Regions from separate parts of the Mus musculus genome. Here region 1 is linked to region 2. A link is a contact called in public targeted proximity ligation data. All regions are on one chromosome and are shown on one strand. The core of a region is the stretch at or near the end of the contact, and the rest is flanking DNA. Distances in the headings are between cores, read along the strand shown.

Evidence for each region.
Region 1: a targeted proximity ligation map of embryonic stem cells shows a contact between it and region 2, with 3 times the contacts expected there. A contact is called at or near these places in 9 of 484 Hi-C or Micro-C datasets (the Ba/F3 cell line, the HPC-7 cell line, the N1E-115 cell line and 4 more), 3 of 130 datasets of targeted methods (bone marrow-derived macrophages and embryonic stem cells) and 1 of 9 other capture datasets (embryonic stem cells).

Annotation. Positions count from the first base shown.
Region 1 is chr19:17,044,672-17,048,586 of GRCm38.p6, reverse strand. The region is part of intron 6 of Prune2 (prune homolog 2); the gene reads right to left. Among named protein-coding and RNA genes, the nearest start is that of Prune2, 91 kb to the right of the region's middle.
Region 2 is chr19:17,355,056-17,359,082 of GRCm38.p6, reverse strand. Gcnt1 (glucosaminyl (N-acetyl) transferase 1, core 2) reads left to right here and starts at 2,416. Exons shown (of 3, transcript NM_173442.5): 1 at 2,416-2,526.

The DNA of each region.
Region 1 (3,915 bases), core at 482-2,981, 310 kb after region 2:
GGTATTTTGCATGCAAGTATGTCTGCGTACCACGCATTCACAGTGCTTGTAGAGGCCAGAAGAGGGTATATTGGAGTTGCAGATAGTTGTGAGTTGCCACACGGATGGTGGGAATCAAACCCAGGTCTTCCGGAAGAGTAACCAGTGCACTTAACTGCTGAGCCATTGCTCCAGTCCCCCTTCTGTTTTTTACATGCTGGGAAGTGAATCACCAGCTACGGATGTGCTAGACAAGCCCCTTACCACTGAGCTATATCCTCAGCCCAAGATAAAGTTCAAAGCAATGTGTCCAGAATACACTCAGTATCTATATGAGTTAACCACTATTAATATTGTTTCTCAAATGCTCAGTCTTGTGATTTATACCTGTTAGAAGAAGACAACACCTGCCAGTGCTCTCTACCTACCATGAAGACGGTGGGAGAAGGTTCTGGTGTCCTGGTGCTTCAACGTAAGTTCAGAGTGGAAAGGATACTCTTTGACATAAGTATGAGTCAGGGCTTAACTGCACTGCAGTAAACTGTGTGTCCACACACTCAGAAGAGCATTGGTTAACCTCCAGAATGAATCTGCATAGTTACTCTGCCTAGAGTCACACATCAGCACACACATGTCTGAAGAGTGTGCCTGTTATTTTCTGAATAAAGCCATACCAATGACAGTCTGCCAAAAACATTGTGAAGCTCCTAAATCCCAGGAAAACATTCAGAGGGATCAGGCAGCCATGTACCACTGCCTTGAAGGGGGTTCTGCCTTCCTTCTGCTTCTTCAAGGATCATTCTATCAATGACACCATGGCAGACACTAGGACTCTGGAGAGAGCCAAAAGAAAAGCTGCAGCCCACAGTAAGGTCAGACCCAGCATGTCTTAATGTGTGCTTCAACCTAATTTTGAATTGCCCAGACAATCTGTGAGAAGGTTCTGGAAGTCATGTGATTGCATTTTCTTGGCCTCCTAGTTTCTTCTAAAATGTTTGAGGAAGTGGGAAGAAAAAGAGAGGCAGAAAAGACAAATGAAGGGCAGACACACATACACAGGTATATATGTATGTACATATTCACTGTAAAAATATTGATTTTTATTAATAGACTCTAAATGTGCTACTCATAGTGAATCATATATTTAATTTCTTATATGTAATAGTTAGTATATGACTTCAATTTAAGGCCTTGGTAGCCATAAAAGAAACTACTTCATGTTGTATTATTTGCATTGGCTTTCTAGTTTTCAGAACATTTCAGGGATAAAACTGAAGCCGACAGATATTGAGACTCAGAGGTAAGACCTTACAAGTGGATGGGAGCTATGTAGCCATCAACAAAGTTCTAAACAAATTAAAAATGCATACTAGCTTTCCAGTAGCCATCTAAGCTGCAACTCCTAACAACTCTAAAGGAAGATCCGAATAACAAAAGATAGACAGCAGCCCAGCACGAGGAGTGTCTGGCTAGCAAATGCATAACAACAAAATCTCCGTGACAAACCACTTATACCCCCTGCCCCTCCCTGCCCTGCCCTGCCCTGTACAGGAGAAGCAAGAAACCAGAAGCATAATTGATAAGAGGGAAGAAAAAGACAAAGCTGGGGAAATCTGAAAATAATCAGGAGATACAGAGAATGTAATCCCAGCACTTGGGAAGTAAAGACAGAAGGAACAGTCTCAGTATACAATCTCCGGTACAGTCACAGTACACAGTCTCAGTACAGTCTCAGTGTACAGTCTCAGTACACAGTCTCAGTGTACAGTCTCAGTACAGTCTCAGTACACAGTCTCAGTGTACAGTCTCGGTGTACAGCCTCAGTACACAGTCTCAGTGTACAGCCTCAGTGCACAGTCTCAGTACACAGTCTCAGTACACAGTCTCAGTGTACAGTCTCAGTGTACAGTCTCAGTGTACAGTCTCAGTACAGTCTCAGTGTACAGTCTCAGTACAGTCTCAATACAGTCTCAGTACAGTCTCAGTGTACAGTCTCAGTGTATAGCCTCAGTACACAGTCTCAGTGTACAGTCTCAGTGCACAGTCTCAGTGTACAGTCTCAGTACACAGTCTCAGTACACAGTCTCAGTGTACAGTCTCAGTGTACAGTCTCAGTGCACAGTCTCAGTGCACAGTCTCAGTACACAGTCTCAGTACACAGTCTCAGTACACAGTCTCAGTGTACAGTCTCAGTGCACAGTCTCAGTGTACAGTCTCAGTGTACAGTCTCAGTACAGTCTCGATGTACAGTCTCGGTGTACAGTCTCGGTGTACAGTCTTGGTGTACAGTCTCGGTGTACAGTCTCAGTACACAGTCTCAGTACACAGTCACAGTACACAGTCTCAGTACAGTCTCAGTACACAGTCTCAGTGTACAGTCTCAGTACAGTCTCAGTGCACAGACTCAGTGTACAGTCTCGGTGTACAGCCTCAGTACACAGTCTCAGTGTACAGCCTCAGTGCACAGTCTCAGTACACAGTCTCAGTACACAGTCTCAGTGTACAGTCTCAGTGTACAGTCTCAGTACAGTCTCAGTGTACAGTCTCAGTACAGTCTCAATACAGTCTCAGTACAGTCTCAGTACAGTCTCAGTGTACAGTCTCAGTGTACAGTCTCAGTGTATAGCCTCAGTACACAGTCTCAGTGTACAGTCTCAGTGCACAGTCTCAGTACACAGTCTCAGTACACAGTCTCAGTGTACAGTCTCAGTGTACAGTCTCAGTACAGTCTCAGTGCACAGTCTCAGTACACAGTCTCAGTACACAGTCTCAGTGTACAGTCTCAGTGCACAGTCTCAGTATACAGTCTCAGTGTACAGTCTCAGTACAGTCTCGATGTACAGTCTCGGTGTACAGTCTCGGTGTACAGTCTCGGTGTACAGTCTCAGTGTACAGTCTCAGTGTACAGTCTCAGTGTACAGTCTCAGTACACAGTCTCAGTGTACAGTCTCAGTACACAGTCTCAGTACAGTCTCAGTGCACAGACTCAGTGCACAGTCTCAGTGCACAGTCTCAGTACACAGTCTCAGTGTACAGTCTCAGTGCACAGTCTCAGTGCACAGTCTCAGTGCACAGTCTCAGTGTACAGTCTCAGTGTACAGTCTCAGTACAGTCTCAGTGTACAGTCTCGGTGTACAGTCTCAGTGTACAGTCTCAGTACACAGTCTCAGTACACAGTCTCAGTACACAGTCTCAGTGTACAGTCTCAGTACACAGTCTGGTGTACAGTCTCAGTGCACAGTCTCAGTACAGTCTCAGTACACAGTCTCAGTGCACAGTCTCAGTGCACAGTCTCAGTACAGTCTCAGTACACAGTCTCAGTACACAGTCTCAGTGTACAGTCTCAGTGTACAGTCTCAGTACACAGTCTCAGTACACAGTCTCAGTGTACAGTCTCAGTGTACAGTCTCAGTGTACAGTCTCAGTACAGTCTCAGTACATAGTCTCAGTGCACAGTCTCAGTACACAGTCTCAGTACACAGTCTCAGTAGTGTCTCAGTACAGTCTCAGTGTACAGTCTCAGTACAGCCTCAGTACGCAGTCTCAGTACAGCCTCAATCTCAGTACACAGTCTCAGTACAGACTCAGTACACACTCAGTATAGTCTCAGTGTACAGTCTCAGTGTACAGTCTCAGTATACAGTCTCAGTACACAGTCCTCAGTCCACAGTCTCAGTACATAGTACACCTTCTTACTCTACATAGTAAGAATGAGACTAAGAGTTTTCTGAGACCCCGTCTCAAAAAAATCCCAAAGTGGAGGAAAGACACATGCAGGAAATTGGAACCTGCACAGATGGTAAGATGGACTCAGCCTGGTCCTTCACTCAGCCACCATTCACAGGAAGCATACTGTGTCCCAGTCATTATTCAAGGACTGGGAATTCAGTTAGAAAAGGTAAGCTGACAATGTGCCTGTATTCCTTACTTCTTAGG
Region 2 (4,027 bases), core at 1,167-3,666:
TCGGGAGTTGAATTTATATCCTTCTAATACACGATGACATGGGAAAAAAAAAGGCAAACACGTCTGTGTCTCTGACATAGCTCACTGACGAGTGTATTATATATACTACAGTTCTCTGATGATATTTATAAAAGGTTTTACGGGGGGCCAGGAAATGGTTCATCGGTTAAGAGCACTGACCCACTGCTCACCAAGGTGTTGTGCAATAGTTACTTTCCTCTGAGATTGAAGCATTCCATCCTGCAGGGAAGCTCCTTAAACTGGAAAGTAAACAACTCAAAATTTCTGCAGGAAGTCCCTCAGACTGAGCAAATTCACTAGGTGTCTCTCCTTGCCATACTCAGCAATAGAAGCTGAATGCTCTTCTCAAAGGAAGCCGAGCTGCCAAGACCCTTGAGTCTCGGACCAGCTGCCTGGAGGAGGTTTAAACCAACCTAGGTACATAGAAGGACACTCTCCATCCTGTTGAGCTGCCTACAGGCTGTGCCGTGTGCTCCAGGGTCCCAGCTTCTGTGAGCTGTATGCACTGTGTGTGTCTGGTATACGTGGAAGCTAGAAGAGGGTACTAGATCCTCTGAAACTGGAGTTTCAGGTGATTATGAGCTGCCATGTGGGTGCTAGAAACCAACCCCAAATCCTCTGCAAGAGGAACAAGTACTCTCCAGCCTTAGACTTATTCTAAAAGCTGACAATGCACATTAAAGTTAGAAGGTCAGAGGCTGACTCAGTGGTGTAGCTCAAATAATCAAAGCATTTGCTTAACATGCCTAAGTCCCTGGTTTCCATTACAGTACCCAACTGAAACCAAACAAACAGAAAACAACACAACGGAAAAGGAAGAGGTGTGTGTGTGTGTGTGTGTGTGTGTGTGTGTGATTCTTATAGATATTGACAGCTCAAAACACACTTAAACTACATAGGATAAACCTCTGCAGGGCAGATTAGTCCAGAAAGGATGGGGGAGACAGCTCTTTCTCATGAAAACAAATGACAGGCTGACGTTCAGATGTCACATCCTGACATTCCGTGTGCATGACAAAATAAATCATAAACCTCATGTGGGAAAGGGCTCATGTCCTTTCTCTGTTCTAGACCTAACACATAATCCACTATAAAAGGAGCTGGAAGTGTGGCTGGTCTTCTAGATGATCCCAGTTCAATTTCTACCACCCGCAGGGAGACTCACAGCCATCTGTAACTCCAGTTTGAGAGGACCAATGGCCTCAGAGGGCACTGTATGCATGTGATGAACATACAGACACACAACACATCCATGCACATAAAATAATAATGGAATTAAACTTAGAATGCATTATAACATTACTTTTCTGCATAAAATTAGAGCAAGAGAGCGAAAACTGTCACTGGAGGGGAAATCTCTTAAGGAAAGGGTCGAGGTTGAAGGAAGGAATCATTAACTCCCAGTTCATTGTTTCTGCAGGTGGCCAGAGCTGATGTTGCTTTCCCCTGGAAGACTCCAGGGAAAGGGGGAGGGGCAGGGAACAGGGACAAGGCAAACAAAGCAATCTTCCAAGAGTCAACCCCTAGAATAGAAGAGAGGAAGGGGCCAAGCTTAGCAGAAAGGACACATGGGGCTGGAGTTGGCATGAACTGGGGTGTTATTGTTCCACTCAGTAGACACCACTATCTCCTGTTCTGTTCTGTTGCGGGCAGTCCTTGGGGCAACCTCTTCAGATCTACAGCCCAAGAGGGTGAATTTCACAGATTGGTGCTTCCAAGACAGCTCAGCCTTGCTTTCTACACTCCCACGGATAATGTCTTCTATCCTTGAGGGGCACTAAGCATGCTCACCTGAGACCCACATGCTTGCAAACTTGTAGTTTCTCTAATCTGTATATTTGTGTATTGTTTACTATGTAAAGCATAACGTGTAAAGTGAGTTAGTACTACGAATTAAAGTGCGAAAGAGGAACCAGCTTTCAAGTAAAATCAGGATTACTTGGCAAGCTGCAACCAAAAAACTGACATTGCTTGTGAATATATTGGTTATTCAATAAATTCTGACATTCTGGTAACACAAAATGAGATACAAGGTTTATCTAGAAAATGATAAGGCATGGGCGACTCTAAAGTTGATGCAGTATAAACACGTTGGGCATTTTAACTTTTTACTTATTTTTAAGATCAGACAGGACAACAGTTGGCACATTTCCTGCTTCAGAGGAAGAAGACATAAAAGTTCTTAAAAGATCCCATCCAGGTAGCTTGTCCTTGGCCCAGAGAACCAAGAATTCTTAGGAAGCAAGAGGAAGTTTGGATTCTAGTTTTCTTCCCGGACAACTGCAACTCCCAGAGGGCGCCCTCACCTCGAGCGGTGGCCGCAGGTGGGCGAAGTGGAACCGGGGGCGTGGTCTTAAGGGTGGGCCTGGGGGCGTGGTCTCGAGGGTGGGTCCTAGGGCGTGGCGCTGGCTCGGAGGTCTGGAGCGCAGAAGGCTGAGCGCGCCAGTATCCGCTTGGCGAGCCGATCCAGCACTGTTTCGTGCGCCCTGCAGGCACAGGCTCCAGGTAACCTAGGCTGGGCCAGCGGTGGGGTTGCCCGGCAGAGTTGGACAGCACCGAACCGGATCTAACGGGCGGGACGGGCTGCACCAAGGAGGCAGTGGTGCTGGAGCAGGGAGAGGGCGCTTGGTTCGGGAACCCGGCTAGGATGGAGCAGGAGTCCTCTTAGCACTCTCCTTCCGGTCCTTCGGTGGGACGCGGATACACACGTGGCATCTAGAAGTCACTTTCTGACCACTCTTTCCCGGACTGGTGCAATGAGTGAGGGCTTAGAAATCAGGGTTGGTTGCAGGCATGAAAAGTAGAGACGAACGGTGTCTTGGGCGCCAAAGACTTAAACTTCGTAAGGCCACAGGCCAGTGTAGAGACGTTTGTGACTCCCTGTTAGAGCGCCGACCGAGAAGCCGACGCTGGGGCAGAGAATGACTACTTTAGGGTGATTGCAAACAGACTGGCCAGTTTGGGGTCCAAGCAGTCGCCGCTCTTCCTCTTGCCTTGGGCTGCAGGTCTGTTACAAAAACGGGTAATTCTTCTTAGACATGTTAGTTCTTTAGTTTTTGCTTTTTCTTGGGTTATTACTTTTTCTTTTCTTTTTTTTTTCTGCCTTCCTCCCTCCCTCCTTCATTCCTTCTCTCTTTCATGTGGCTTCGAACTCAAAGAGATCTTCCTGCTTCTGTCTACCAAGGTTAAAGATGAGCGCCATCACACCTCAAGAGTGAGAAGAAGTCCATCTCATGCGCATAGCTGCTCCCAGTCTTAGTTCTTTCAGTGCAGAATAAAAAAATGCAACCCCTTTCCCCGTGCAACTGTGGAGGATCCTCCAGTGGAGGATCCGAGCTTGGCTCTGCAAAAAAAAACAAGTGTCAGCTTGGTGTGTACTCTTTATCTTTCCTTTTCGCTGCAGAAGAGAACTGCTTTGTTACAAATAATGGAGCTAGAGGCAAACTGGTAGGTAGGAGGTAGTGTTCAGAGAGAGCACTGGTGCGTTGACTTGAGAAGGAGGGTGGGTGGGGCTGTGACCTGAATTTGGTGAGTGGTGGTGGGGGAGCAATATGATTTCTTCCTCTGGCCTGCTGCCCCTATTTAGAGCTGTTCTGAAAGGCGGGTTTGTCTTCTGGAAAGGAAGAGGAGGGGTAGACAGTTTTGTTTTGTTTTGTTTTGTTTTAAAGATCAGAGTAAATTATCTGTTAGTAGACAGGGACCCCTCTGCAGAGGATTGGAAGAAGGTTTCAGTTCTGGAAAGATGGAAAGCTACAGGTATCTCTGCTTTCCTTTTTCCTTCCTTCTTCCTTCTTTCCTTCCTTCCATCTTCCTTTCTTTTTCAGGTTTTAAAGGGAGGAAATCTAGCTTTCTTAGCAATGGCTAATTAGGAAATTAGGTGGTAGGAAAAAAAGTTAGTACTGTTGGAAAGTCTTTCCTGAATGTCAGAGGCAGTTTTCTGTTAGTTGGTTGGAGACAGGTTCTCACTGTGCAGCTCAGGCTGTCATCAGAGTCTGGATCGGCTTCC